Regions from separate parts of the Mus musculus genome. Here regions 2, 3, 4, 5 and 6 are each linked to region 1. A link is a contact called in public HiChIP or PLAC-seq data. All regions are on one chromosome and are shown on one strand. The core of a region is the stretch at or near the end of the contact, and the rest is flanking DNA. Distances in the headings are between cores, read along the strand shown. Region 1 has its middle 35 kb from the start of Gm34029. Region 2 holds the start of Paqr3 (progestin and adipoQ receptor family member III). Region 3 overlaps Antxr2 (anthrax toxin receptor 2). Region 4 overlaps Antxr2 (anthrax toxin receptor 2). Region 5 overlaps Antxr2 (anthrax toxin receptor 2). Region 6 has its middle 34 kb from the start of Gm34097.

Region 1 (5,136 bases), core at 1,504-4,003:
CGTAGATGTGAGCATACGAATGTGCGTGTGTGTGAGTGTGCGTGTGTGTGTGGGGGGGGGCACACAGGGGCATGCACAATGTGTGACTGTTGCTCATTAGATGGTGCTTTCCACCTCAGGTCTTGTAGAGGCGAGGGAGCCCTCTACTGATTAGAAACTGTACGAGTTGCGAACTTATCAAGGTTACTTTTAGTCCACTGCTTGCATCTCTTCCTAAGGCAGGGCATTTTGCTCATGTCTTTTTCAAATCCTAAGAGAAGTATTTTTGTTTTTATTGTTCGTCCTCTCTCTCTCTCTCTCTCTCTCTCTCTCTCTCTCTCTCTCTCTCTCTTTCCTTTGTTGTTCTTTTTCAAGGAATTGACGGTGTTGGTAATATACTTGCACAGGGGCAAGTAAATTCCGCTCACCTTTCACTGTAAAGGTGATTTTTGCTTTAATTCAAAGAAATCACAAAGGTTTACATGATTGTAATATGAATGTGAAACAGAAATAACATTCGACGGTTATCTTGGTTTGTCCAACTTGTTTTTTGGTAGATGCATTTTTTCGTGTATACTTTTATTTCTGAAATAGAAAAACATTAACTGAAAATGGTAGCAATGTGAGCTGCCTTGAACAGGTTTGGATGGGCTCTATTTTTATAGTTGTAGTTGTTGTTATTCTGTTTAGCTTAATATACACAAATGAGCTACATAGGGGTAAATTAGTAGCTTAGTTCCTTTTCTGTTTATCAAATTTCAGCTTTGCGCCTTTACAAAATAATTACAGACATGCTTAAAAGACTTAAACCAATAGGGGGGAAATACAATCAGACATGCTTTCGATCACTTTCAGCGTGGCCGGGTTCACTGTAGTATAGGGTTACTACCCTTCCTCACCCCAGCACGATGGCAAATTATGTAACATGAGGAGTAATCATTCCTGTTTCTAATAAGAAATTAATATATTTCTTAGAAATTTACATGGAATTCCATTCTATTTGTATAAGGATTTAAAGAGGAGTTCCTGAAACCATGTTTTTCTTAGATGTTCACCCTCAGTTTGTGTCTGAGTCTACCATGCTGCCTTGAGCTCTAACTCTGTGTTTCTAAAAAGCTTGATGTGTAGAAAGCATGGTGAGATAGCTGGCTAGGGTGCAGGAGCACTGTAGCTTTATCTCAGGTCACCTTTTGGCCCCAGCACCTATGCTGTTTCCATGCCAGCACCTACTTCCTCAGTGGTCCACCCTTTCTTTTTAAGTTCCTGAATTAAAGGGGACCCTTAGCTTTGCTTGGAGTACAAATATGAAAACATGTAGCAGGTAAACCCAAGGTGATCAGTTCACTGTTCATTACAATCACCATAAGACATGCCTACTGTGTGCCACCTTACTCACATAGTCTAAAGGTCAATTAGTGCTTCTCGAGTGCTGTGTCCTCAGGGACTCACTGGCTTTATTTCCTAGTAAGGGCAGAACAGCTGAAGCAGCCAGTCTGCCTCTGAATACTCACCTACAATGAGTTTGAATGGAGCTCATTTCTTCTGGCCTTTAGTGTCTTTAGGTCCGAACATCTATTTCTTGTTGGTTTGACTTCACATTTTTCTTGTGTATGTGAATAAAAATACATTGCAAGTCAGTTCACAGCGCAGAGCTGATTTGCACAAGCCCTGCTACATAGCTTCTGATGCTTTCCGACTAAAGAAGTTCAGAGTCATCAACTATCACGAGGTTCACAGTAGGCTTTTTTTATTCCTGTCACTTGCCTGTGATCCCTCAGCAAAACCCTGACACTCAGTCCTTCTGATGTGGCTGAAGGGCTTAGTCCTTGTTATGACCAGAAAATTGGCCACCTCAGCATGGTGTCAGCAGCAGATTCCTGTTCTGTATACAATTTAAGCCTTGCTGACGCTCAGAATGCAAATATGTCTTGGGTGACTTGGTTTGTCAGGCTCTCTGATACCTGCTTTGGGTTAAGGTGGCCGAGCACTTTAACAGGGAAGCCCTACTTCAGTTAGGGTTGTTTGCCTATCACAATAAAAAACAAATCCCGTTGAGGATGTGTCCAAAGTGTGCACATTCATATGTCTATGCAAATAGCATCTTATACAGCAGAGCGCTCAACTCAGCCCCCTCACATGGAATGCTCAGTGCCTGGAGCTACCGTAGCTTGAGTTTACTGAATGTTGGAGACGAATCGTTCAGGGTCTATGCTTTGTTCAACGATCAGGAATGGATACATATAATTTGGGACCAGAAATAAAATCTGCACAGGCAGAGGGAATTTAATCAAGCCTGAAAAAGAAATGATTATGTTACTTTTTGGAAAGAATCATCTAGTCTGCTGCATTTCCAGTGAGTTAATTTAACTGTCTGGGCAAAAAGTTCCATGTTATTCCAGTGTTATTATGTTCTTACCCACTAACCAGAGGAACAGCATTATTTTAATTTATAACTTGTTATTCCTCTTCATATGTAACCAGTAGGTCAGCAAACCATTTCCTTCAGAGCATAGAGTTGCCTGCTGAATAAAATCAAACTGGCACCTTGTACATTTCTGACATGTTTTGTCCTACCGCAGGACTGAATTGTCATGCTTACATTTGCTCTGCATAAACCATTGTTCTTGCAATACTTTTTTTTTTTTTTTAATGAAAGACTCTCCCCACCTAAAAGCTGATGGGGCACAAGTCACAGTGTCTCAGGAGATCATCAGGCTGGAAATGTAGTTCTGGTTCAAGATCACAGACAACACAGGAAAAGGACACCCTGCCCAGGAAAGAGCATGGCTGCACTACCCAGCCAAGCATGTAACTAACCGTTTAGTCACCTTCTCTGTCTATGAATGACAGGAGTACATTTTCAACAGGCAACCAATTTGGTCTAGAAGGGTTATATTGCAAATCCTCAAAGATTGCTTCTGGAATGTTCTTAGACATTATTTTAGATCTTTTTATGTTGGTTTCACTTCCCGGGCATTATTTCACTGAAAAACCTAATACTTCTTAAAATTAAAAAACAGCCAATGGTTTAATAACAAATGCAAAGTGGTCCTGTGCCAAGGACATTTTAAGAACAATCAGTCACTGCTTAAGACTCATGCAGGTAGGGCTACAGAGTATAAGAAGTGCCCTATAGTCTCAGGATTCCAGGTTTAGTACTTAAGTGAGGATTTGTCAATAAACTAAATCACTCATGGAATCCATGTCACTTGGGAATAAATTGACCACTCTATGTGTCAGCATAGATAATCATCCAATGGTCTGAAAATGGAAAACCCAATGCTGATAATTTCTTTCCATCTATGGTAATGAGCAACTTGGTCATTATCTGAAGTTGGTCATCTGTAATTCAAGTGTGTCAGTATTTAGGGAACCCTGTAAAGACTGGAGTGTGGCACTGTCTGACTTAAAGTAATCTGGATTCGCTGGATTTCTGCAGCCTCTCCCTTTACAAGACTAAACAGAAATGCTATGCTCTCACAAACAGAAAGCAGACCAGACAAGACAGAGCCAGTTTGATCCTATTTTTAACACGCACTTGTTATGTCACCTCGGGCACAGTCCCAAACGTCTACAGCTCAATTTCTTCATCTGGAGGAATTACACAAATCATACATTAATCTAATAGTTGGCTGAGAATGCAAGAGGAGTCAGGAACAGAGTGTTCAAGCATTGCTAAAATTCGAACGAGGATTATTTATAATTGTATTTAACACTATGTTGGCTGACTCTCCTATTTTCAAAGATAAAATAGTTGTTTCATCTCTGTGTGCCACAGGTTGTTTGAAGTATGTTACCTGCTGACATGGCATATAAAATTACATGTGTAAAGACATGTTTGTTATTATTATTTTTTTTTTTAGCTATAAACAGGCACAAAAAACTGCCAGATGCTAAGGTTTGGAAAATGTCTTGCTCGATTACACTTAATTTTGGGGTCTTCTGATATCTACTGTTTAAACAGTGACAAAGTAAAAATGGGAAGATAATTCCATTGCTCAGCTACCAACATATCAGTGGTAAAGCAGCATTGTTTGCCATCAATAGATCAACTGAGATGAAAGTGTTCAATGTCATATGCATGAAGGAGCTGCAACAGCAGAGTTTCCATTTTCAGAGAACAAATGGGACACTGTGTATTATTCTTTGGAAGTGAAATCTTCAATTTGTACAAATCTCCTTTCTTAAGATTCACTGAAGAGTTTGAAATGTAAGTGGCAATTAACCTAGTACTAAATATTCCTTGAATCTAAGATGTAAAAATTTCCATGGCTGGATTGACCGACTCTTCATATTCCCCAGAAATACTTGCAGTCACTGCTGAGTTTGTAACTTGCTCTGTGTCATCCTGAAGAACTTCTAGGTAGCAGTTTAGAGCTTTATTTAGTGGGCTTGGACTGCTCTTGGGCTTGGACTGTTCTTTGACTAAACTTCCATAAAGTTACTATGCAAGTGTCAGAACTCTTGCTACCAATATGAAAAAATACACATAACAGTTTAATAAGTTTATGAACTGACATTTAAGGCTTAAACTAATTTAGAAGAATTATTGAAATGACATTTTATTTCAGGCCTTGCCCCCAGCCCATTTTATTAATTATTAGAATTCAACACAGACTGGAACATTCAAAGAAGCACAAATGTATATAAAAGAAGAGAGGAGCTTTCCTCAAGTGTCTTAGTTAGGGTTTTACTGCTGTGAACAGACACCATGACCAAGGCAAGTCTTATAGAAAACAACATTTAATTGGGGCTGGCTTACAGGTTCAGAGGTTCAGTCCATTATCATCAAGGCAGGAGCATGGCAGTATCCAGGCAGGAATGGCACAGGCAGAGCTGAGAGTTCTATGTCTTCATCCAAAGGCTGCTAGTGAAGACTGACTTCCCAGGCAACTAGGTTGAGGGTCTTAAGCCCACACCCACAGTGACAAACCTATTTCAACCAGGTCACACCTATTCCAACAAGGCAACACCTCCAGATGGTGCCACTCCCTGGTCCAAGAATATACAAACCATGACATCAAGAAAGACCATTTCTCTAACTCTCAGTGGCCCTTAGCTGCCTAGAGTCCTTTGGCTAAGGGTGGAGCCTAGTGAGATGTCTCTATTCCTTGTTAGCATGTTTAAGATACCATTCAGGTCTTGTTTAGGCACGCA
Region 2 (5,136 bases), core at 1,021-3,520, 490 kb before region 1:
GTGCTGGAAATTGAAGGCAAGTCCTCTGGGAGGGCAGCCAAAGCTCTTAAGCACTGAACAATCCCCCCACGCCCAAGCCCTGAATCAGAAGTTGTGAAGAACACGAATGTACAACTAGCTGTGTGCAGCAGTCCCTTCGGGTCTCACGGCCTTATCTGTATGAGGGCAAAACATGGTGAAGTCTCCATAATCAAGAATAAAGAATATTGTGTATCTGGAGACGCAGACTTTATCATGCCTACCATCAACATAAAGGCTCTCTGCAATTGGGGGAGGAACTAACAGAATGCTCTAGAAGCATCTAATTACAGGGCTGTTTTGGCAAGCAGCGCTACATTCTGCCTGTTGCCTCAGCACTCATTGGATGGAACCCAGTATAACCTGATTAACTAAACATACTCTATCCATGTTCCTTCCCAGGAACAGAGGCAGGTAGAATGGATGGACATATAAAACCTCTCTTCACGTGTAAAATCTGTCTGTGAGACTCTTGAAAGTTAGAAGAAGAGAGGCTAAAGGTCCAACTTGGATAAGATCAACATTGTAGGAAGACTATCCCCACAAAAGACAAAGTAGTACTGTCAGAAAAGCTGGGCACTCGTAAATTTTGTTTATCTTCAAAATCAACAGGTTAACTCTTGCTCAAATTTCTGAAGCAGTTAAGAGGCATGTTTGTGAACTTGCATCTGACTCAACAACTCAAGATCTAACGTTTTATAAGTCCTGGTTTCAACTCCTTCAGATTTGGACTCAAGACATCAGAATGCAGAGGAGCACTGCTGGGTGGGTACAATATTCACAGCAGTCCACTTCTGGCCTGTCTCCTCCATCCCCACAGCAGGGCCTAGCTCTGATTTCTTAATTATGTACCAGAAGCACTGGGGAGATAAAGCAGTAATTAAAACTCAAATTGTGACATCCACTTGGTCATCCATTCAAACAAGGCCACAAAAATCCTTTCAAGGCAGTACAAAAAGAAATGGGATGGGGAAAGACTGTGCTGGAGAGATCAATAAACGCACACGTGGCTGCTAGTTGGGCAATTCAACAGCCCACACTGTGGGAAGCAGAGATGGCCACTCCAGTGACCTGGAGGGCTGCACCATGCTTCTGATAGAGCAAAAACTTTAGTACATACAGTGAGGTCTGACAGAAGACTACCCTGAAAACCAAAGCCATTTTTAAAATTTTCTTTTTAAACAGAAGCTTCTGAGACTCTCATTTTAAAGCTCTAAATCAACAAACCCATGTTGTTTGGAGGCTTCTAAGGTGTTCTGTTGGTCTGGCTGTCCCCTTTCAGAGTTCTTTGCTACAGGGTTTCTCCTACACAGCACTTTCCACAATTACTATTATGTAATAGTGTAATTATCCCTTTAGTGTCTGCCACTCAGGCTAGACCTCAGCAGCTTCATGGGAACGAGGACCATGCCTGCCTTCTGCAACTGGTATAGTGCCTATTAGCTAGCAGAGCCTCAATGCGCATTTGGTAGATGATTGAATGAATCAGGGCTTCCCACATACATATGCACAACAATGTGGACCTGTCTGCTATTGAATGGACATTCAGCTGGCCAACACTTCTGAATCCCCACAGAGCTGCCCTAGAAACACAGCTCAGGTATACAAAGCAAATAAGGTTCGGCCTTTGTCAGTAGGGAAGATTCCAACCCATATCCCCAGTGATTACCAAATGGAAAAAAGGATGTAAAAGCGCTTTGTAAACAGCAAAGGGCCAATGGAGAAGGGAACGATGACCACTGTAAATATCATTGTTATTTCGTGGATCAAGGGCCCGCGGAGGAGAGAGAGCAGAAAAAAGATAAAGGGCCCAAAGGTGAGGAATTGATGCGCACAGAGAATAGCGGAGAAAGATGGGGAGAGCAGACAAAAAGCGTGAGAGGAGAGGATGCGCCGCAGGGAGCAGCCACTGTACCTTTTGATACACAGTCTGGAAGGAAGGTAGGCCCGGTAGCCGTCGGTGATGTAGGGGTTGTCTTTGAGGGATACCGGGATCTGTTCATAGGTGTAGAGGCGGATGCCGCGGGGTACCAGGACCGGCCAGTATTGGTAGCTGCCCAGCTCGATGTAGTGCGCACTCTTCAGCAGCTTCTGATGCATGGTTCCCAGGCGCCGGCCCGGCCCCGCCTCCCCGGGGAGGGGGCTTTGCCGCTGGCGCCCCCGCCCCGGAGCCGCCGCCGCTGAGCCAGGAGCTTCGGCCCGCGTCTGCTCAGGCCCGGCTCCGCTACACACACCTCCGCCGCTTCAGCTCTGGACGGCCGCCGGCGTCGCAGCCTGGTCTGACGTCAGCGCGCCGAAAAGCCCCGCCCTCTCCACGCCCCTCGCCTTGGCGGCCCGCCCTTCCTTCGGGCTTTACCAGCAGGACCCGCCTGCCGCCCCGTCCTTTACCTGGCTGGAGAGCCCCCTAGTTCCTCCTTCGCCAGCCAGTCAACCTCTGGCCCCGCCCTACTGGGTGTCCCGCCCCTAGCCAAACCCTCTTAGCCGGTCCACCGCTAGTCCCGCCCTTCTACCCGGGCCGCCCCTAGTCCCGCCCCCATCCGGCCCGCCCCTAGCCCCGCCCTTCTGCTCTGCCCGCCCCTAGCCCCGCCCCTATCTGGCCCACCCCTAACTCCAATCAGGTCCGCCCATCTCCCTTCAGCTTCAGGTGAAAAATCCAAATCCAAGTACGACCAAATCCAAGTGATTCTTTTTTTTCTGTTTTCCATTAGAAGTGATATTTACTGTATTTTGAATAACAAGAAGAGAGTAACAGAAAGGTAAATAATTCAAGCTAACTTACAGCTGGATGGTGTATTGTTGATGAGATACACACAGAAGGGACCTTGGTGTGGATTTTTTGTTTTTGTTTTGTTTTGTTTGTTTTTGACTACTAGGTACATTAGGATTTTTTATATATTATATTTATTAACAAGTTAAGGTCGTATTTAGGACAAGACACATATCATAGTAATTCATATAAATATCTACCTATATACACTGATACAGCTGTGTGAACTGAGGAATTATTTTATGATGGCAAGGTTAAACTTGAAACTTATCTTTAAAGTACGTTTATAAGAGGTAAGAAATGTGATCATGTCTTCAAGGTGAGTCACTACTGAGTGAGAGTCATCTGGTAATTATCTTTGAGTTCAGGGGAAGACCATGAAAATGTAAATATATATATTAAAAGACCATAAATATTTTATTGTTGGACAGTTTATCAGTCGGGAAAGAGACTCATTCTGGATATCACCAATCGTTTTGTTTTAGTTCAAACTGTCTAACTCAGATTTCTTTCTTTTATAGAATACAATGATACTTTATAAAACTTAATGTTTTTCCATATAATATATCCTGATCACTGCTTTCTTTCCCCCATCTTCTTCCAAATCACTCCTACCTTCTCGCCATTGAAATTCCATGCCCTTTTCCTCTCTCTAGAAAACAGACAGGTAGTTTAAAAATAAAACTATGAAACAAATAAAACAAAGGAAAAGCACAATAAACACAAATGTACAGAGATATGTACACATAGAAGCACACAAATACAGACAACTCTATAAAAAACACAAAATCAGAAACCATAATACAAGCAAAAGATCAACAGATAAAAAAGTCCAGCAATGTGGGACAAAACTTTTTTTTTTGGTAAGGCAAAGGACATTGTCAATGGGACAAAATGGCAGACTGGGCAAAGATCTTCACTAACTCTTCATCAGACAGTGGGCTAATATCCAAAATATATAAATATACAAAGAATTCAAGAAGTTAGACTCCAAAAAAACCAAACCAAAACCAAACAAAACAAAAAAACCAACCAACCAACCAAACAACAACAACAAAACCCAAATAGCCCATTTTTTTAAAAATGAGGTACAGAACTAAACAGAGAATTCTCAACAAAGGAATCTTTGAGTGACTGAGAAGTACTTAATGAAATGTTCAACATCCTTAGTCATTGGGGAAATGCAAATCAAAACGACCCTGAGATTCCACCTCACACCAGTCAGAATGGCTAAAATAAAAAACTCAGGTGACAGCAGATGCTGGTGAGGATGTGGAGAACAGGAAGACTCCTCGAGTGGTGCAGGGGTTGCGAACTTATACAACCACTCTGGAAATCAATCTGGCTGTTTCCCAGAAAATTGGAAATAGTACTACCCCAAGACCCAGCTATACCACTCCTGGGCATATACCCAAAAGATGCTCCACCATACCACAAGGACACATGCTCCGCTATGTTCATAGCAGCTTGTAGAGAGCCTTTTGGGGTGCCACTTGGCAGGAGTCTGACATTGGGCATGACAAGGAAATGGCCTTCAGGCAGGAATCTGACTTTAGGGCATAATAAGGAAGTAAGTTTCATCGAGAATCTAACTTTAGGTTGTAATAGGGAAGTGGGGTAAGGCAGGAATTTTAATCTTAGGGTGCAACAAAAGAAGTAGACTTTAGGTAAGATTTTGGGCTTGGACAAGGAAGTGGGCTCAAGTATTTTGGTCATCATGACAAGCGCCCCCCGCCCTCCTTTTTAACAACTAAGTTTTACTCTTTTTTTGTTAGATATTTTCTTTATTTACATTTCAAATGTTATTCCCCATCCTAGTTTCCCCTCCAAAAAGCCCCTCCCTCCTCGCCCTGATCCCCAACCCACCCACTCCCATTCTTGGTCCTGGCATTCCCCTACAGGACCTAGGGCTCTCCTCCCATTGATGACCGACTAGGCCACCCTCTGCTACATATACAGCTAGAGCCACAAGTTCCACCATGTGTTTTCTTTGATTGGTGGTTTAGTTCTAAGGAGCTCTGGGGGTACTGTTTAGTCCATATTGATGTTCTCCCATCAATATGGGGCTTCAAACCCCTTCAGGTCCTTGGGTACTTTCTCTAGTTCCTTCATTGGGGACCTTGTGCTCCATCCAATGGATGCATGTGAGCCCTTTTAAACAACTGTCATGGGAGTAATCATGGCAGTAATCACTTTGCTTACTGCCTTGTTAGTTCCTTATTGTACTACTGCTCACCCTTAATACTTGCATGTAATTTAAATGGTATAAAAAGCAGATTGGGAAAATTAAACTTGCCTTCAGTTTCAGAATTGACTGGGGTCATGCTACAATGTTGTCTAACTGTCTTTTT
Region 3 (5,136 bases), core at 1,097-3,596, 380 kb after region 1:
CTCAATGGGTAGAGAAGACGTGCTGTGTGACTACAATCGAATATGTTAGCAATCCCAATGGTGATGGCCTCTTGTCCCAAAGGCAAACTGAAGTAAGAGAAATGTTACAGAGTTGATCTGAGTAAATTACAATTTAGGAATTGGGCAGCAAAGGGAGTTTGGGAGCCCCACCAAAAAAAAATCAGCAAGGCTCTTCTAGAAATAACATAGGAAAAATGCAAGTGTACACACATATGTGTACACTCACACACATTCACATCATAGATCTATCTTGTGGGAAAGTTCCTAGTTTAATAGTATAAATATGTTGGTTGAACTGAAGATCTGGGGTTTTGGGGTTTTGTTCTTATTTTTCAACGTGTATTAAATATATAGCTCAGATTTTGTTGAAGTTTACAAACCAGGCAAAATCACTTGTGATGCCGAAATGGACCTTTATACTCAGAGTTCCTTCAGGTTAATTCACCCTAACACCCTCTATCTTTCTGGACTTCTCCCTCCTACCACCAAGCCTGACACACTGTCACCAGCTACCAAAGCAAAGCCTACCGGCCACTCTCCATTCACTGCGTCATCAAAAGAGAAGTACTCATATGTTCTAACAATGTGCAGGCATACCTAACATGTAATTCAGTAAGAGCATAGACACTGTTGTCAGATGGACAAGGATCTAAAGGACAATGACTCACATATACTGAATCTCCAAACCTGCCTCTGCCTCACTTTCTCCATCTGCAAACTTGGATTATACAACTCCTGAAGAGCAATGTTAAAGTGACTAAGTAAAACTGTAGATTCAAGGAACATGGCTTGGAAGGCTCAAGAAGGGATGTAATAAAGACAAGCTATTATCTTAATGTAGTTTCCACCTACTTGCCTATGTTTTTCCTAGAAAACTAATGCTCTCCATCCTTAGAAAAGACCCCACTGCTCTGGAATGTCCCCGTGCATGTTTCCTGCTCCCTGTCTCGATGATCATGTATTAGGGAGCTAAGGGATGCAGGGCTAGACAGCACATCCATCCGGTAACCACGATGTTCTGTGATAATTTACATATGATAAATTCCCCTTCTCCTTATTCAGGATGGGACTTCTTTTCTCCTTTTCTAAAAAAAGTTGTGCTAAAAAGAACTCTAGGTCAACTTGAAGAGGAAAGTCGGCTGGGGAGAAGCAGACTGCCTGGGCAAGGATGTCTGGGAGGTGAGAACCTGAACCTGCTTTGAGAAGCAGCTGATGAAGTCGCCTGCTTCCTTCCTGCACTCTGCCCCTAAGTCATTTCCCTATGAGCCTGGAGCTTGCAGACAGGATAACATGGCCAGGTCATTAGAGCATAGAGCTCTGCAGTCCCAAATACCACCCAATCAGATAAAGGCTTCTATATTTTATTTTATTTGCCATAGAAAAGGTCTCAAACATGAACTGAATATACAGAACATTCTAAAAGCCTGTCACACAATATGCTCATTATTTAAAATAACATTTGAATCTTAAAAATTTGAATTTAAAATAGAAATATTTCAAGGAATTATTTAAAAATTCTTACACCAAAAAAAAGATGCCAAAAAAGTTAATTTTGCTATTCTCCTTCCAACATGAGTTTCAAATCATATCTTTCAGCTAGGGGAAAAAGAAAAATAATTTCTTACATGGTATTTTTAAACTCTAAACACTTACCCCCTACACAGACACTTGAAGGACTCAATTCCAGGATTTCAGTACATGATTGAGCTAATATCTGAAAAGGATAAAAAAAATAATAAGCTATAAGACTAATTGTAGCATGTGAGTCCCATGGTTATTAACAAAGTCGAGGTCCACTCCCTATATCTAAAGATGTCAGAGACAAGTCAATTCACCACTACCCATTGAGCTACAAAACTCTGTGTAAGCACTTGTGTTGTCGCAGGGTCTAACACTGTACATGGTAAATCCCCTATTTTATCAGAGTAAACCCAGATGATCATGGGAAAACTGAGCACTGCCTCAAAATCTGAACAGATAACTAAAATCTCCTCATATCAAAACCAATGCTATCCTTCCCAGTCCAGCCAAAACAACAAGACAGCAAATCAAACTGCCTGCTCAATCCTGCTGTTCGTTATGTTTTCTGTTTTGAAGTTCAAAGATTGCCAACCCATAACAGCTTCTTTATTTGACAACGTGTTCCTAGTCCATTTCCCAAGGCTTAGCTCCCAAGGGACACAACTCCCTTGCATGTATCAAACATCACACTTGCAGAACGCAGATCCCTTGTGAAAACCAAACAATTATTCTCAAACACAGTCTGCACTCAAGCATGTACAACGCACTGACTCAGAACCGCTCCACTTAAAGCGCTCTGAGACGCAGAAACCACCGCACGAGGCACAGGGCTACGAGTGAAGAACAATGAAGCAAGCTGCGCCTGATGGTCACCGGAGTTCTGCCTCTATTTTTAGAGCTCCTCTGCACTGCATTATCAAAGTCAGACAAAGTCCAGATGGTCTGTGATCAGCGTTCCGCTCCTGATGGAACTCGAAGACAGATGAAGTGCAGAGGTGGTCACAGCCCCTGCTTGTAACCAGACAGGACGGAAATCCCGCAGCAAAATAAATAAATAAATAAATAAATAATTGCAAACCTTTCCTGTGCTGTTGAATTACAGAGGAAATACAGACACTCAGTGTCTTAAACCACCTGTGAAATCACGGACCTATCCATGCTGAACGCGCCTCTGAATAAGAGACATCGTTTGAACCTTTGAAAGTTTTTTTCCAAATGAATACAAATTTTCATGTATGATTGAGTCTTCACTACAAACCGCATAAGATTTGAGATTTGGAAAAAAAAAAAAAAGCCACCAAAATTCTTGGATAACAACACTGGGGACCAATGGTAAAATCCAACATACTCTCCCTGGAGGAATGGAATCTCTGGTCAATAACACCTTTAAATATTTTTACAGAATTTGTGTAACAGACTCTAAAGGAGAAAACTTGTGTGGGTTAAGACTAAACCGAAAATATTCCAACTAATAAAAAAGGGCCTGATTGATATAGCTTAGGCTAATAAGGGAAAGTTTTCTTTTAAAAAAAAAAATAGGGAGTCATAAAGTTGGCACCAGTGTGTGACATAAGCCAGTTGAATTTGCTAAACATGGCCTCCCTTCTCCAGAACTCGAGCCGTGTGTTGAGAACGGAACTTGCTTCATCCATGAGAAGATACTTTTTGAAAAAAAAATCAATCAGATTACAGAGCAGGACCACACCATGATGAACAGCCTGTTCTGTACGTACAATGTAACCAATAACTGTTTAGGTTGAAAAAATAAACTAGAAATAACATTTAAAAGGTCTCTCTAGTCATCAAACCAATAATCACATCGGGACACAGATAAGTCAAGACAGTTTTTTAAGAAAAAGCACCTAGCCCTTCTATGAATTATGAATTTTACAAATGCAAGATGATATAATTTAAAACAAAGTTTATCAAAATCACTTCCAAATGAAAAAATAGTCAGAGAAGAGGCGGGTAGACAAGACTGACGAGAGAGTTAATACAGATTTAGAAATAAAAATGACTTGTAAATTTGTTTTCCTCATCTAGAATTTACCATATTCTATATTAAGATGGCAATAACTAGACACTGAATACTTTAATGCTGGAATGTAGTTTACATGCAATACTTTAAACTGTAATTACATTAAAGCACAATAGTTCATTTTTTAAAAAAAATAAATATTCTGTACAAGAAGTGACCAATGAGAAGCTCAAGATGTCAAAATGGAGATCTTTCAGGGAAAGAAAACAAGAAAACAGGGGCGTTACAAGACTATGGATAGGATATCGCTCGTGGAAGATGCCCAACCTAACACCCTGCGCTCACAGGGATGCCTGGCAGGGACAGAGGGAGCAAAGTCAGAAAACTTATCCAAAGCAGGAGGCTTGTGGCCCTGGTGAAAAGGGACTTGGATTCCTACATTTAGGATACTCCTGAAAAAATGTGTAGGCTTAAAATCAAGATGGTTTTGATGAAACAGCGATTCCTCGGGCAGATGGGTCCCCAGTGGTACAGAAGCATACTCTTGCACTTTTGTGGTTCAGAGGGAAGGTGCTGGACCCAACATCATCTTGAGAAAGAAGCTACTCTTTGAAACTAAACTATCCTTAGGGGCTGAAGATGGGGAACTGTCACAGGGCAGGGAGTTGGAATTTAGTCTGCAACCATCCCAGGGTAAGTATAGATTTTGATGCAGTTGTAAACAGCTGGAGGACTAGAAGCCCCAAAGCCAAAAACAGAACGCAGCAGGAAAGCTAGACTCAGGAAGTGGAGTACGGAAGAGAGGTAGCCTCCCCTCTTAGTTTCCTGGAGCAGGTCTAATTAATTACGAATACCCTGAATTTGGGTCACTTGGAGATTAGAAGCTCAATGAGAACAACCCACCACTGGAACCAATTACCTGTTAGTCATTGCTGTAGAACCTAAATCCTAAATCTCCCCCATGCTCCACTAACACTACAGCTGCATCCCAGGAGGCGGGAGAAGGATAAACTATTCAGGAGGGCCTCCTACTTGTTCAGAGCTCAGTGTGTAGCCTTTCCCACTCCCTGTGGATTTAGCTACCTGAGGGAACAGTATGGACTGCAGCGTTCAGAAGGGTGAGAGAGTCTACACAGAGCAGACTGCAGAGCTAACTGTGAGCAGCCCCTGGCACTGTTATGCAAAGGAGGGAAACTGTGCAAATAAAAACTTGAGACCCTCAAAGTATGATACTCAACAGGAATATCTTCCAATACAACCAGAAGCCGTACACGCAATCACAGCACACAGACACCATAAATATGAAAAGGCAAAGCATCATGACTCCTTCAACACTCCAGAATTCTTCAACTACTGATTGAAGACACCAAGAACACTCCTAAAAAGTGTTCCACAAAGAGAAAGAGAGAGAGAAAGTAAAGAGCCAAAGTCATTCTCCAAAGCCAGTAATGCTCTGATACCAACTAAATTAAAACATAAAACACATGCGCACATGTGTGCACACACATGCATGGGTGCACACACACACAGGTACATACACACACAGAGAGTAGAGACAGATTGACAGACAGACAAACAGACAAACAGGGAGGTCTGTAGACCAATTTCTCTGGTGA
Region 4 (5,136 bases), core at 840-3,339, 360 kb after region 1:
CAACTAAACCATTCAAGACAACGTCTCTATTGCAAAAGCCTAAATCATTCTGTCCTCAAAGCACCTCAAGTCTCTCGAGTGAGTGCAAACTTCTAAAAGACACAGGACGCCCTTTTGAATGAGGGTCTAATTAAAATCCAAACTGTCTTCTACCGTAGGTCTCAGCTTAGCACTTTTCAAAGCATACCACAACACACACACAAACACACACGCAGGCACACACGAAGGCATGCACATACATACACACACACTCACATACACACACACACATGCAGGCACACACGCAGGCATGCACACACATACTCACACACACACACACTTACACACACATGTAGTAACACACAGGCACACACACACACATGCAGGCACACACACAGGCATGCGCACACACACACACACACACACACACACACACACTCACAAACACACTCACACACACTCACACACACACCCCTGAAATGCTCTTTATTAACTGCATATTTTCTTTCTTCTTCAAAACATATTTGTGATCATAGACACAGTCAGGTGCCTCTGACATTGTTGCCCTTCACATGTTGCTATTGGGTACTTACGGTCCTTCATTTACATGTCTAGCCCACATTTCTTGCTTCCATATTAAAATATGAAGTTTCATATCATATTGAAGGCATATATGAGTCTCCAGCTCCTAGCACAGTAGTTGCCACCTTCTACATGGTCAACACATGGTCATCAAAGGCTGAAGGAAGGATCTTGCCTGCCCCGTACCCCAGCTTTTAAGCCTCATTAGAGCACATTTGCTACAGTTCACATCCCACCCAGGTGGGACTACAAGTTCACACTCAGGGCCTGCTGCTTTTCATTCTGTTTCCAAGTGCAAAGCAAAAGTGGCTGATCTGGCCAACACATTTCAGTACTGATGGGACGCCATGCTATTTCTGCAGCTAGGAACTCCTCCCGAAATCCTATAATGTGCCTGAAGGGACTTCTCAATGCCTTGCATAACACAGGTTCCTGGTTTATTATCTGCAGGGTCTCAGGTTAGAACGGACCTGTTTCACAAGCTGATGCTAGAATTTCCTTTATAATATCCAAATTTATGTTCTAAAGCTACATTTCAGAATAATAACAACTTCCTGAAAATGGTCCATATCAGTTTTTTTTTTTTTATGTATCTTTAAGGGAACAGTGACACACTTGGACACTTTTGCACCCTGTGACCAATAGTAAATGAAATTACTACCTAATGAAGGGAGGAATCTGCCACCGTGAAATTTAAATTAAAAATGCAAGGAGCACAAATCACATTAGGGCACCTTTTTGCTTTTTAATTTGAGACTCAAGAATGCCATCCACCCCAAAATAGCCGTGTCTAAGGTAATCAAGATTATATGGGGGAAACTTTTTGAGCATAAACTGCTGTGGCAGCAACTTGATGAGTTCAGCAAAGAGACAGGAAGCGTCTCGTCCCTCCTGATGTCTGAGTTAATGCCTTGCCTCCTCTGTGGGCCAGCTACCTTGAGGTAAGGGATCCTAAGGCTGCCTCAGGAAAGCAGACTGCAGTACAGGTGGTAAGAAACATAGCCAGAATATAAACCATTGCCTGATACTGTGAGAAGTTGAAATCACTTAGCAAAGGGAAAGGAGAAAAACAGTCAGTCTTTTGTGTGATGAGATAATGAAAGTGTGCTCACGTAAGTAACACTCTCAAAACAAGAAATACACGGAACACACTGACAGATTTTCCTGGGATAATCTTTTCTATGATAAAATCTAGATAAAAGGGATTAAGTAAAAATACATACATAAATGTGTGTGTGTGTGTGTGTGTGTGTGTGTGTGTTATGCACTATTATGTAGAAGGCTGAATAATACCTCTGTAGGGATGCCTGTAACCTAATCCCTGGTACTGTGAATAAAGTACCTTACATGGTTAAGGGGTTGTGATGATTAACAGCCCTGAGATAATGGGCCCATCTGGGATCTACAGGTCTTTAACATTGGGTAGCCTTCCCACTTGGATTCAGTTGGAGAGATCTGTAAGTCAGGGGGATATGACACAGAGGGACTGACTCTGGCGTGATGAAAGACATCACAAGGCAAGGAATGAGGCTTCCTCTTTAAACAGGAAGTGATAAGGAAAACAGACTCTGCCCCAGAGCTTTGGAGAGGCATGGGTCCCCAGGGAAGCCCATCAGCCCAGCAAGCCCTATGTAAGCACTGTAGTGGATTAACCACTAGATAAAGATGCGAGGTTCTTTTGTAAGTCATATGGGTAGTGACCTATTAGGAAAACAGAGGGAGTTCCACAGTCCAGACTTTTGCATGTGCTTTCTGTAAACGTTAAAATGGCATAAGCTGTTTGTCTGTCTCTAAAAGGACCTGTTTAACTGATAGCCTAAGTTGGCATTGGACTTACCTCTAAAACACGTTACAGTTGTAAGATATAAGAACATCGTGTGTAGTAGACCTTCAAAGATATGAGCCTTTAAAACAGCCACAGAACCTGTGGTTCTCCTGATGGTGGTGGAAAGCAGCATCCATTTATCAGAACTATCCTTGAGCTTGAGTGGAAATGACTTTCATCCCATCTACCTCCAATCTCCTGACACTTCTGTCCACCAACCTGAGCTCCAAATTGTCTTTGAGGTGGGCTTTATGCTACAAGTATTAGCAAGTATTTTCTAAGATTTACTATAGTTATAAAATAATGGAGATTCAAGTTGCCAATTAAAACGTTGCTGTTGTAATTGCTGGATTAATCCATTCCCTAATTAATTTGCGGGACCATGTGACATTGATTCATATACCAGGCCTTACTTTGTATCGTAGTGCTTTGAAAAAAAATTAATAAGAGTTGAAAATTCTTCTTACCACTTTGCAGCAAAGGGGCCAAAACCACCACATCAAGGCAGCACCCAAGAGCAGCAACAACACCAAAATAGCTACGATGGCTGCAATCCCATTGGTCTGTAGAGGAAGAAAATAAAGAATCAAAAGTGAAGTTTAAGATCAAAACCCACAAGCTCTTTATCCTTTGTAAGAAGCCCACACTGGGTGAAAATGGCCAGACAATATCAGACCGAGATTCTGTTGCACTCTTTTAAATGTTATGAATGTATTTTTCTAATTGTAAAGTTTTTTGTATCTCACTTATAGCATGTTATGTCATGCGAAGATGGTTAACAAGACATGCCGCATCTTCCAACATGCTGCAGACTGATTTAAATATGTCTTAAAAGAACGTGAGAGCCACAACTTTTGAGGATTAAACAAATGGTCCCTTAGGGACTTTTGTGCTTAGGCAACAATTACGTTGTTTCAAGTCCAATTTCTTCCAGGCAAAGTTTCCCCAGGTTTTATGGTGATACAACAGCAATTACTTTATGTACTTGGAGGGTGAGGTAGATATAAAATGCAGGTTGATAAGAAAACAATGCCTGTGTCTCAGTGAAACTTCAGTCTGATAAGTCCTTCCTCTCACTGCCTTCTGGTCACATCTGACGCAGGCAAGACCTACACTTATGTTTCTCCACTGTCTGTCCACCGAGCTCCTCTACCCTTTGGGCACCTGCTCTGGGTCCAGCCTGTAAGCGGCACTGTAGCAACCACTGAGTCATCCTTCAGGCCTCAGGCTAACTGTTTCCAGTAGGAACCCTTCCTAAGAGTCCAGAGCTACAAATGCCCCACGGGATCAGGCGACACATTTAGACAGAATCCTCCTACATGTTAACGACAGTGCTTTTACAATGGAATTAACTATGACCTTTGGATGATTTAATTCCATTTTTCTGTCCTGACTGTGCATCTCCTAGGAATCCCAAGGCCATTTACCCATCAGCTTTACCACTTGATGCTCCTTGCTTGACATTTGCAAGCTACATACCAAGAAAGTGAACTCCAAATCAACAAGACTCCACGTGATGACACAGGTGTCGAAACGGACATCCACACTTTCATTTCATACACAGAACTGGGCACTGACTTTACATGAAAACAGTGTCTCTTCCAAACCCAACGTCTCTGGGACTCCCAGGAAAGCCATTTTAGTTGGTTGTCTTTTGTTGGATTTGTTTGTTTTTAAGAAGGAAAGAACTCAGGAAGGAAAAACAAAGAGGAAGAAATACTCTATCGAGAACTTTAGACAAGCATCTAAATACCGTCTTCTTAAGGCGAACAGAAGACAAGTGAGTATAGATTGGGAAAGAACAGGAAGCCCGTCCTCTTTCCCCACACGTTGAAGACTTAAGATACAAACCACACCACCCCCACAGGCAGTTACAGTAAGTACCGCACTAGGAAGGCAGGAATATGCAGGACAAGCACTTCCTAGAAGAGAAACTGCAGTGGACTCTGGGAGAACCCTATGCATTCTTGGTCTTACTTTCAGCGACAGGATCTTGTGGAGATCCTCAACCCCTACTTAGGCCTGGCAACTCAGCAATATACTCTCAGTGTGGATGTGCTGTACACCTTCAGGGAGAACTCTGTGAACATCCAGATCTCCCTTTTTTCACATTTATATCCTTTTCACAGACGAGGAAATGCAAATGAAGGCCACGAGTCAGCAAAAACTGTGGCCGATTTGTTCTTCCTACGCATATTCAATGAACAAGAAACTCACAAACCTATGCAGACTTTTGAAATAAATATTAAGTAGATAAGCACTTAAAATTCTTGATTTTTTTCCCTCAAAATCAAGGGCCTCTATTAGTAAGACTGACAAAAAACAATGTGTCTCCACAAAGGAAATAGATGTATAGTGTGGTGACACTATCCATAGATTCCAAAGACTTTCTGCAAAATGTAAAACTAGATTACATATATTCTAAAGAACTACAGATCTCACTTCCCTTTGTCTCAGCCAAGCATGATGGAAAATCAGTTGGGAGGAAGCAATGATTTAAAGCTACCTGACCTTGCTCTGAGTCTGTTTGTACTTATCCCAAACACTAGCTGTGCTCACTGTGTATGAACCCCAGCTTCCCCATTTCCCTTGTTTTCATTATCAGAGCTAACATCAGAGCATGGAGCGATCAGTGTGATGAAGGAAGTAATTTCATTGTTCACATAACTTTATAAACAATTAAGGAAAGACGAAGAATGAAAACAAGAGTCCTATGAGCTGACGCCAAGGTGTGGACCTGAAGCCAGATG
Region 5 (5,136 bases), core at 1,557-4,056, 310 kb after region 1:
GGGTGAATATGTGTTTGATTTTAGTAGTTATTTTATTATATATAAATCATTTTAATCACATATATAACAAATATATTAAAATAAGAACTATAAATTATTTATAAATTAAAAAGTAAGGAAGAAATAGAAGCTTAAAAAAACTATCATTATCCAATCATTCACCCTTTGGGATGGCTATCATCATTTTTAAAAATGAAGAAATAGCAGTTTGGAGTGGATATAGAAAATTCAAATCCGTGTAAGTGGCTAATAGGAAATAAAAATGTATGTGGTCTTTCTGGAAGTATCCGGAAAAATAACCACAGAAATGCAGAGTGAACCAGAAATGCTCTTTCTGATGTGGCTCTAAAGGACCGGGGACCAAGAAATCCTACATCCATTATTCACAAGAAGCAGAAAATAAACGAGCAGAACAGGAGTGTCTATTCAGGGATCAATCAGTTTTAAAGTTAGATCTATGGATAGAGTGTACTATTCTATTCATCCTCCAAAACACGAGTCTACGACTCCCACCTTCCCCGGCCAATAAAATTTCTCCGTGCAGGTGCATTCTATATACTTATCCTTACTTACATGGAGAGATAAATGTGGCTCTCACCTCACATCAACAGAGTTTCCTTTGCAACAACTAGAGACTACCACAGACATCCATAATGGTCAAAATTCAAAGAATAACAGCCAACCCCAAATTATAGACCCATGATACAGACAACTCCTATACCTGACACCAGGGAAGATGGGGTTTGGAAAGAGCAGGAAGACCAGGATATCTGCTGCCTTCTAGAAAGTCATCTCCAAGGGATGAGCCTCCTGTTATTTTGTCCAAACCCAAGCATCTAATCTTGATCACATTGGTGAAACATTAAGTGAGCCCACCATGTGCATGTGTGTGTGTGTGTGTGTGTGTGTGTGTGACAGTAACAATAATAATAAGGCTATAATGATATGATATAAATATAGTTATGTGTGTATGAACTTCAAAAAGATAAAACTTTAACTTCAAGAAAAGGGAATAAAATTCTAACATTCCATGCTATAACATGGTTGCACTTAGAACAAGTCATACCACTGAAATAACCAATCATAGAAGAGGGATGCCACACATGGGTAAACCTAAAACTGCTACACACACAAGGAGAGATGACACAGTGGCTACTGGGGCCGTGCAGAAGGTGAAGGACTGTTCTTTGGCAGGTATGAAATTTTGGTTGTGCTAATGATAAAACTTCTGGGAATGTATAAAAGTCATGGCTGTAAAATATGAATGGATTTGATGCTACCAAATGGTACATTTTAAAATGAGTAGCATAATAACTTTTGTGTAATGTACAATTTAACAAAATAAAATATTGTTATTAAATATACATATATATATATCATTTTTAAGTAACTGAAATGTGATTATAGAATTCAGCGATGAAATGAATTTAAGATATACAGGTGAAGAAAGGGTTCAACAGGGGAGAAAGCATAAGACAGTGCAATGAAAAAATATATTTTTTCAAATTATCAAAGCAAAACATATTGTTATGAATATAATAAAAAATTGAATCAAAAGAATTAATTTCTCTAAAGTTACTGAGACTTTGGCTGTAAAAAAATAAAACTTTTTTAAAAAATTAACTCCCCAATTAACTTTTTAAAATATGATGACCTTCAATTACAAATTATTATATGATTATTTATAAATATGACCATGTTTGTTTTATTTATCATGCAGTTGATTCCCTATCATGTAACAAAACTGTTGATGGCATGTACATACTAATGTTTAATATGTGTTTTCACAATGCAAATATTCAAGAAAATGCATACCAGTTTACAAGTCTACTAAGAATAATATGGTAGAAATATTACTGACTTGATTTAAATAGGATGCTTAATGGAGTTGGAAAACTATTTATTCTGCATAATAGCTACAAAATCCATGATTGAAACTAAAGCACTTACCCTAACAGTTGAGAGAGGAGGGGGTGGAAGGCTGGTTTCCTGCCCATCCTACGCCTGCCCCCAGTCAGTGAGTAGAAGATTCGAGGGCTTTTGCTGTTGCCAACCATCTGGCAAATGAAGATGAACACAACCAGGCTCATAGACTAGGCCATCAGGAAAAACAATCAGTGAAGAGCCCAGCACTTGTGATTGAATGAGTACTGCTGTGCTTAGCTGTTTATGATGTAGCTGCAACCACCAACTTCCCATCAACACCATGATGGGCCAGGATCTTCGAGCGATTCTATGGGGCCTCTTCTCCTTAAGCTAACAGAGGAACTGCCATCAAGATTTTTTCCACGCCAACGATGCTGAATATCCAGAGAATAGTAAATTGGAACTGCCAGTGGCAAGCGTCATTTGAGAGTAAAATTTGAGGGTGGGCAGTGTGATACATTTCTGTCATCTCAGCATTGGGAGAGACAGCTGCAGGGGGATTGATACATGTTTGAGTCTAACCTTGTCTATATGTGAGTTCTCGGCCAGGCAGTGCTCTGTGGTGAGACTCAGTCTGAATTTCTCTTTGAGCCTATAGTGTAACACAGGGTAGCACGTGGAATAGTTATGCTCATTACGCCCTAAGATTTTATATGATCTCCATTTGGTGTTGAGTCTTCTGAAGAACATATTCGCATGTTAATCTTCCTAGATTGAGCTGTGTGAACGGTCCTTGTGCTCAAGTGGCTGTAACTGCTAGAACCAATGGTTCCTGTTCTCTAGGGCTCAGGAGTGTCCTCAGGGAGCTGTTTCTATAGTGCTTTTCTGAGTCCCCTCTCTGTCTGCTCCTTCCCTCCTCTTTCTGAGGCTGCCACCTCTCTTCACTGTGTTTTATCTTCCCCTAGGGGCCCCCTCTGACCCTAGTTCACCACCTCTGAACTGCCCCAAGAATGGAAACCAGATGATCAAGCATCCGAAAATAGGCACAATTTAAAAATAAACGGCGTAAATGAGCTGAAACTTTTCGGCATCTATTTTTACTGATGAGAAAAACGATTCATCTATTTCCACTCACAGCTTAGGGTGTGTTGGAGGTATGAGAACTGTGGCAATACCATATGGCTTAAAATAATAATGTCTTGGAGAGAGTCTATGGAATAATTCAGCAATCTGATTTATATGTCGAATATAGAGCTATCGTTTCCTAAATAAAATTGTGAAATTAAGTCTACACTTCAACACATTGATCAAAATAGAACTCAGTTCGAGTATCTACCATATCTGCTCAGCCACACCAAAACCCGTATTATGTATATTCACTATCACATGAGAAGCACCCTCGTATTCAAACTGCATATAACTTCTCTCGACTTGAAAACCTAGCAAAATGTGTGCTTTGTTGTATTCCCTTATTTAAATACTGGTTGTAACTTCTTTTGCATTTCAGAGGCTAAAAAAATAATTATTATATTTGATTTTCCAAGAGACAATGAATCAATAGAGATGGCTCTATATGTCTCCCTCACCAAATTTCGCTTATGCTGACAGTCTCTCTCTCTCTCTCTCTCTCTCTCTCTCTCTCTCTCTCTCTCTCTCTCTCTCTCTCTCTCTCTCTCTCTCTCTTTCTCTCCCCTCTGTTTCCAGATAAATGCCAGTCATTTGGACAGGGCTAACTCACAGAAGGTGCAGCAGGCACAGATGGTACTAATGCATAAATGTAATCTAGCAAAAGAACGCCAACGCCAAGCCATAAAAGGTTCCAAGTAACTGCAGTGCACTTACAGGAAGTCTGTGATTGGCAAGGTTAACGCCGCGACAGTGAGGGCTCACTGTTTGTTCCCAGAGCAGCACTAGAAAGTCTCAAGGAGATGAGCATATCTCATGTATGTGCCACAAGTGCACTCATTTACAGAAAGGATATATCCTTAGAAATACCAAGGTGCACACACAAAGCACACAGACACATTCCTCCTGCCTCAGTTTGTATAGTAGCTGTCTTACAAGTGGGCATGTGCTAATAAGAAAAACCATTAAATAAAGATACTATGATCTTTGCTATTGTCTGAACACATCCATATATTGAGTTGTTTTTTTCTTCATAGTACTCACTGAGACTGTTATAGTTTACCTATGGACATGTCAGAGTATAACTCCTTCAGTTACCTTCACGAATATCCTCATTCATGGGGCAATGTCTCATACTAATTTTGAATATTTACCTACTGTCTGCCTTATGAGCTAGCAATTAAATCCATAAGAAGAAAAATTCAATGTGAATCTTGTTCATTAATTCCTCCACTCCTTTGTAATAAATCATACAGTGGATACATATTAAATGAAATCAAAAAATGAAGAAACTCATACTCTTATTTAGCATCATTTGGATACTCACGGGAAACTATTGCAAACCAAGGACAAGGATACTTAGTTCACTCTTTGTCTTATTCTCTCTCTCTTGCCCTCTCTCTCTCCTCTTCTCTAAGCATGGAATTCCCACCAGCTATCCATTGTCTAGGAAAATGCAACCATACCTTTAACATTTATATTTTGTTAAATGTTAAATACAAGCAAAAGAATAACAGGGCTAAATTTGTTTAAGAGTCTTGCTTTTCCCTGTTCTTGAAGACTGCTGCAAAAATAAATAAATACATACATACATACATACATACATACATACATACATACATAGGGAGATAAATTCAGCAGAATACCTAGTCTGGGAAACTAGGAAGACAGGTGATGTATAGAGCTGGGTGGGGGTGGGGAGGAGAAAGGACAGGGAGGGTAAGAACAGAACAGCAGTGCAGGAAGACTTTCCAGGACAATTAACTATAATGCCCTCATTAGCTTTAACTGGATAAAAGTGATCTATGTGGCTTGAAAAAAAAAAAAGAGATTTCGCTTTCATTTCGTTGTAAACCCATGAGTTTTACTCTCAAATCTTTACCTCGAATGTGAAATGGCCAAGTTCTAAATGGCCACCAGCGTCTAGCCATGAGTGGCACTGAACAATAAGGTGCTAACGTTTTCCTGTGTGTATGCACACAGAGGATGTGTTTCCATCTTGTCTAAGCAGCACCGTACGCTCAGGAGTATGTTGACTACTCTGCCTCTGCAGTATCGCGGCAGAAATAACAATGATTTATTTCTATCTCAGCAGTTAGTGGACAGAAGGGTCATTTTGATGGCAGACCTTAGCATCCCTGGCAT
Region 6 (5,136 bases), core at 1,152-3,651, 280 kb after region 1:
AAAGCTCATCTCAAAAAAGAGATGATGATGGTGACAGCAAGGAAACATGCGTGTCACAAGTGGGGATGCTGTACGTGCAGGGCACATGTTAAGGGAGCCTTTCTGAAATGCTCTGTGTTGGTAATCTGTTATTAATTACCAGCTCGAGGGAAGATAATATATACTTATCTTTCTGGCTGTGTTCCATCTCAAGGGGGTTCCCTTGGAAAGAAGACCACTTGCCACTTCTCCCAAGATCAGCAAACACTACACAACTTGCCTCAGGCTAGGTCAGTCCCTTCCTCTTGCATGACTATAGCACACTTTCTTACCTCTTTGAAAAACTCTATTGTTCCATTCCTGTCTCCATCTGACAGTCAGATTGCAGACACTGGATTGTCTGCAGTATCCCATTGTCTTCTGCTGAGACTGGCACAAGATAGGCATCTGCTAACATTAGGAAGCAGACAAGAGCTTAACCTCAAGACACTTCCTTTCCTCTTGAGATTTTCTGCCAAGATTGCTCCGCATCCTGTGTTCTGCAGCAGTGCAGAATTGGCTGGGTTCTTCTTGGGAAACTTTGGGCTCCTTTCTCTTCATGATGAAAGGAAACTCATTGACTTCTAATCCTTTCATCTTTCAAATAGTCCTTTTTATCTCTGGAATGAAGCCCAGTCAACTTTGTATGCCCTCAGGACTCTGGCCCCAAAACTGTTTCTATCATTCTGTAGGCACTATGAAGACCTGAGTGCTGGGGACATTCTAAGAGGGCATTTCCTGGTTTCCCTGAAATACCACTGTTCTTCTCCCTGTGGGTCAGAAAGAGAAGTATTGGATACAGACTAGAATATAAACTTGGAACATAGTGTTATCACAAGGTAAAAACAAATATAGTCATCTTTCTTGGTTTTCCATTGTGAAGAGCTACTTCACCCCACATTCCTCAGAAATTAAAGTTAAGATTCTGAATTAATTATCCCTTAAGTGTTTTGAGTTCTATTTGTTTTTCTATCCAATAGTAACTGCTTCTGAATGATGTTAGACCAACAGTCTTCAAGTGTCCTAAACACAGTGCACTCCAGAAGCACCACTTTGCCCTGGCAGGCACACCAGCCTTGTCTCTCCCAGAGGATATTAAATTTATGTGGTTTAACTTTCCTGTAAGTTAAGCAAACGTAATATTTTGCAACAAATGGAATGGTTTACAGGCCTCATGATTCATCACTAAGACTTCATATACACTGGAAATTGTGTGGTGGCAAAATGAGGTACCGTGGAACAGAGTTTATCTATGCTTGGCCACATAAAACAGGTCCCACTGAGCATGAAATCTCATTGTACATGATCCGGTTTATGTTTTAAATTGACCACTCAGGATTCATGCCAGAATAACTTTTTCAACTGAGTATCATCAGAAGGCCCTTCCACCTTCTAAGCATGTTTTAAAAATGCAAATTAACATTTCCATAGGTTCTAGCAAAATTAGCATGCTACACTTAGTATGCACTTAGAATATACCTTTTGACCAAAAAAAAAAAAAAAAGAGAGAATGATGTATGCATAAAGACATTTTTTAAAACTCTCAGATACTCTATAGATACAGGCCAAGTCTTAGGTTCACAAAGCATATAAAGGTTTATGTCCTAAGTAGTTCATAATATTGTTAAATATGTAAATGTACTTTTTAAAAAGAGTGTGTAAGTACTGATATAGAATCTGAAACATACAAAAATGTCTCCTACCTCCTGGATCAAAATTAATAATTTTTCTACCAATTCAATCTACCTAGACTTTAACTCATCTTTATCATTTTATACTTTATCACACCTATGACTATCTTTATAATTGCTGCTTACCAATCTTTAATATATATGTGAGATTTGCTTCAATTTTAAAACAAGTTCTTATGAGAACATTCTTAATTATGGGTGAAAAACAGTTAACAGGTGGGAGGAAGTTCTGTTGAAGTCCATATGTCTATTACTGATGTTAGCATTAGAATATCAGTGTATTTTTGCCCATAGTCTCTGGTGATATTTAAATACCTTCTTAAATGTTTTTCAGAATGACAGCAGAAAGCTTTCCAGGAATAACTTAGTTAACGTATGGCCTTCTGCACAAATGCTTTGGAGGAAACAAAACTCTGACCACATGCTTCCATCTCCTGGGCGATCTTTCATCTGGCAAACATCTTCCAGCAGTGTAACCCTTAGCTCAGTTCATTGTGTGAAGTCTTAAGTACAGTACAAAACACGCAGCACAAAAGAATGGAGCAAATGGAGGGTCTCTCCCGGCTCCAGTCATGGCGTATCAAGATAATGAATTTCCACAGGGGTGGATTTAACACGGAGAGCTGAGCCTAGCTTGTAGGTCTCTTATGGTGATAGGTTAAAAAAAAAGTAGCTATTTAAAAAAGGGAACTCACAGGTTTGCGTGAGCTAAATAAAGACCCTTGCAACATTCGTGTCTTCCTCCCTTGAACTAATGATTGTTACTCTATATGGAGAAAGGGAACCTTCAGGCAATGTTCCTGCTGAATTATGGGAATAAACACAGGACAGTCGCAATGGTCTTTATATGGCAGCCGGAGACCAAAGGCAACTGCTGCTGTGAAGACTGTTGAAGGTTGGTGTGCGGTGCGTTGGAGGCAGATGAAGCTAAAGATTGTAGGCGGCAATAGAAGCTGAAGAAGGCAAAGAAAAGAAATCAGGGAGAAAATAAATTTGTGTTACGTTTGGAACACTAAATATGTAGAGCTTCATCATAGCCATGGGAAAGGGAAATAAACTATCTCTCTTCAATTTCGTTGGTATTAAAAGTTTCTCAAAGCAAGAAATTATGAACATATGTGATTATAACCTTGAGGTGAGATATATCACACTGATTTTTGAAGTTATGGGAAATATTTTTTAAAGAAAATTGACCCCCAGCCTGTTCATAAGGCCTGTTTGAGGAACTTGAGACATGCACTGTATGTCTCCGGGAAGCCCGAGGAATCAGCTTTTCTCTGTCATTTGATAAGAACTTTTGAAAGGATTGGTTTAGTGTTAGAAATGCATCTGGTTAGTAGTTCCTGGGCAGTGGCAGTACACTGAGTTATTAAGCCACCATGATGCTGCACTAAGTTTGCATTTAGTGTTGTGATATATGTGACTGAATCTCCTCAAAGGTACGCTGTAGGTCATGGTGCAGTCCCCAGTAGCTTCTTTAAATTATTTACAATTCTTTCCAATTTCCTGAAATATCTTTCTCCTTAGAGAAGGCTCAAGATGCTCATTACAAAACTCCTCAAAATTTCTCCTATAAAAAAACATTAAGAATTTGTTGAAGATTTTTACACTTGAGCATATTGTTTAAAATATAATCCTTCCTTCTGTGTGACAGCCTCACACAAACAAAGTATTTAAAGAAAACGAAGGTCTGTCATTGCTCTGTTTAATTAGCAGAAACTTTTAGAATTAAAAAGATGTTTTTAAAAGTAAAATAACTTGAAGAGAACTTGAGTGTCATCATCGTCATTGTCTGGTTTCACATCAGAAATTCAAGTCAAAATTCCATTTATAGGCGTCATCTGCTAGAACTGGTCAGTTTTGTTTCCCATTTTGAGTTTTTCTCCAGTTGCTTTTACAAATCAGATGGTGGAATCCATGAGCTTGCCAAGAGATTTAGATTTGTCCCTAATTGAGCACAGGATGCAACAGCTTCCTTTATCAACTGTGGCTTTGAATGTGCTCAGCCCTTCCATTCACATCTATTGTTTCCCATCAACCCCCACCCCCACCCCCGCCTTTGCCTTCATGAAAGAGATGTGTTTATTGTTAATGGTCTGCCCTCTGGGAAATAGTTTCTAATACTTCTACTTAGGTTGAACATATTTAAATATACATTCTAGTCATGTCTAAAATTTGCTCTATTTATGACTAACATTTGCAATCTTGCAAAGATAACTTATCAGAGATATAAATAACTTTTTAACGATTAGGAGATAAAATTTAGGATTTGGGGGGTATAGGATTCTTCCAGTAGTCATCTACATTAAGACCAGGGTAAGTCTGTGCAAGGCTCATTCTGTGAATAAACTCCAGATGCTAAACACTAAATCACTCAACAAAAGAGTTCTCGTTGACTATGTGCTATGGACAACATAACACAGGCATAGTTGTTGTTAATCAAGTGGGCTTTTCGTTTGTTTTGATTTTCCTTTTGTCTAGTGTTGACTGGGGGAAGTATACATTTTAAATTTCTATAATATATAAATGATTTCATAACTACTTCAGAATAGGGATTTTCTTTTGCCTCTGTATATGAAAATTTAAGACACCCAGTGAGACTGGAAGACCAGAACAAACTCTAAATACCTTTTCTAATGTTTTGCTTATCTTAAGAGAGGTTTTGGTCATATATGACTATAGTACCTGTTGCTCTAACAAATTCTTCTGTAAAACATTGACTAAGAAATTACACCATTATGACTAATTGTCAACTTATATGTTAGAGTTCAATGTCTTTTCTGTAACTAAACTGGCAGTTTGCAGAGCTAATACTATCAAACTTTACAAGGAAGAAGGCACTCATGACAAATTTGAAATAAACACTAAAATCTCTGATTTCATCATTTTCATGCAAACATCAGAACTGGGAGGAACTTTTGGTATGACTGAAGTGTTGGCCTCTCAAGCCAGCCAGCCACCTGCTCACTAGGTGTCCACACAGAACATCCCTTCCTGCTTCCCATCCTGATAAATGAGGAAAGCAACTTATATATGAACATGTATATAGAGATGTATGTTCTATACCTTGTTCTTTCACATTATAATATTCTTTTGGCAGGAGTACAAAAAATATATTTTACAAAACAGCAAGAAGCCTGTTACATTATGGGTTTTCAATAAATTTATTCATTCTTTTACCCAATTGACTGAATAAAATTCTAGTAAATATAGAAATATACTAAAATTAAAATGTTCTCAGAATATTCCATAGAAATTGACTAGACAACACTAATATAATGAGACTTCACTATAGCTACACTGACTACAGACAGCACTTCCTAGCTTCATGAGCCTACTGCTTCCTTTAACTATACAACAGATGCTCCAATTAGTCTAAGCATTTAGAGTGTGTGTGTGTGTGTGTGTGTGTGTGTGTGTGTGTGTG

Evidence for each region. HiChIP or PLAC-seq counts read pairs in DNA pulled down with a chosen protein or histone mark.
Region 2: a contact with region 1 is called in an H3K27ac HiChIP or PLAC-seq map of large pre-B cells, with 7 times the contacts expected there. The contact joins the promoter of Paqr3 here to the enhancer-like site in region 1. A contact is called at or near these places in 5 of 39 promoter capture datasets (cranial neural crest, frontonasal cranial neural crest, hippocampal neurons and 2 more), 2 of 15 datasets of contacts at CTCF or cohesin (large pre-B cells and pro-B cells), 19 of 484 Hi-C or Micro-C datasets (brain, cerebellar granule neurons, cerebellum and 12 more) and 3 of 115 datasets of contacts at active chromatin or transcription factors (astrocytes and large pre-B cells).
Region 3: a contact with region 1 is called in a RAD21 HiChIP or PLAC-seq map of pro-B cells, with 7 times the contacts expected there. The contact joins two enhancer-like sites. A contact is called at or near these places in 1 of 15 datasets of contacts at CTCF or cohesin (pro-B cells) and 1 of 115 datasets of contacts at active chromatin or transcription factors (large pre-B cells).
Region 4: a RAD21 HiChIP or PLAC-seq map of pro-B cells shows a contact between it and region 1, with 7 times the contacts expected there. The contact joins two enhancer-like sites. A contact is called at or near these places in 1 of 15 datasets of contacts at CTCF or cohesin (pro-B cells), 1 of 484 Hi-C or Micro-C datasets (embryonic fibroblasts) and 1 of 115 datasets of contacts at active chromatin or transcription factors (large pre-B cells).
Region 5: a contact with region 1 is called in a RAD21 HiChIP or PLAC-seq map of pro-B cells, with 4 times the contacts expected there. The contact joins two enhancer-like sites. A contact is called at or near these places in 1 of 15 datasets of contacts at CTCF or cohesin (pro-B cells) and 1 of 484 Hi-C or Micro-C datasets (cerebellar granule neurons).
Region 6: a contact with region 1 is called in a RAD21 HiChIP or PLAC-seq map of pro-B cells, with 8 times the contacts expected there. The contact joins two enhancer-like sites.

The regions. Positions count from the first base shown.
Region 1 is chr5:97,598,843-97,603,978 of GRCm38.p6, forward strand. No RefSeq gene overlaps it. Among named protein-coding and RNA genes, the nearest start is that of Gm34029, 35 kb to the right of the region's middle. Within about 2 kb of position 2,754, at least 18 of the 459 cell types and tissues checked have an H3K27ac peak or open chromatin away from gene starts, as enhancers often do. A contact at or near this core is called in cortical neurons, pro-B cells and uterus, where this site is marked.
Region 2 is chr5:97,109,326-97,114,461 of GRCm38.p6, forward strand. It overlaps Paqr3 (progestin and adipoQ receptor family member III), which reads right to left and starts at 2,271. Exons shown (of 7, transcript NM_001359910.1): 1 at 1,934-2,271. The coding sequence starts at 2,118.
Region 3 is chr5:97,978,300-97,983,435 of GRCm38.p6, forward strand. Antxr2 (anthrax toxin receptor 2) reads right to left here. Exons shown (of 17, transcript NM_133738.2): 8 at 1,675-1,735. Among named protein-coding and RNA genes, the nearest start is that of Gm34226, 35 kb to the right of the region's middle. Within about 2 kb of position 2,347, at least 34 of the 459 cell types and tissues checked have an H3K27ac peak or open chromatin away from gene starts, as enhancers often do. A contact at or near this core is called in pro-B cells, where this site is marked.
Region 4 is chr5:97,957,757-97,962,892 of GRCm38.p6, forward strand. It overlaps Antxr2 (anthrax toxin receptor 2), which reads right to left. Exons shown (of 17, transcript NM_133738.2): 12 at 2,854-2,949. Among named protein-coding and RNA genes, the nearest start is that of Gm34226, 56 kb to the right of the region's middle. Within about 2 kb of position 2,090, at least 21 of the 459 cell types and tissues checked have an H3K27ac peak or open chromatin away from gene starts, as enhancers often do. A contact at or near this core is called in pro-B cells, where this site is marked.
Region 5 is chr5:97,904,030-97,909,165 of GRCm38.p6, forward strand. The region is part of intron 16 of Antxr2 (anthrax toxin receptor 2); the gene reads right to left. Among named protein-coding and RNA genes, the nearest start is that of Gm34097, 60 kb to the left of the region's middle. Within about 2 kb of position 2,807, at least 11 of the 459 cell types and tissues checked have an H3K27ac peak or open chromatin away from gene starts, as enhancers often do. A contact at or near this core is called in pro-B cells, where this site is marked.
Region 6 is chr5:97,877,925-97,883,060 of GRCm38.p6, forward strand. No RefSeq gene overlaps it. Among named protein-coding and RNA genes, the nearest start is that of Gm34097, 34 kb to the left of the region's middle. Within about 2 kb of position 2,402, at least 17 of the 459 cell types and tissues checked have an H3K27ac peak or open chromatin away from gene starts, as enhancers often do. A contact at or near this core is called in pro-B cells, where this site is marked.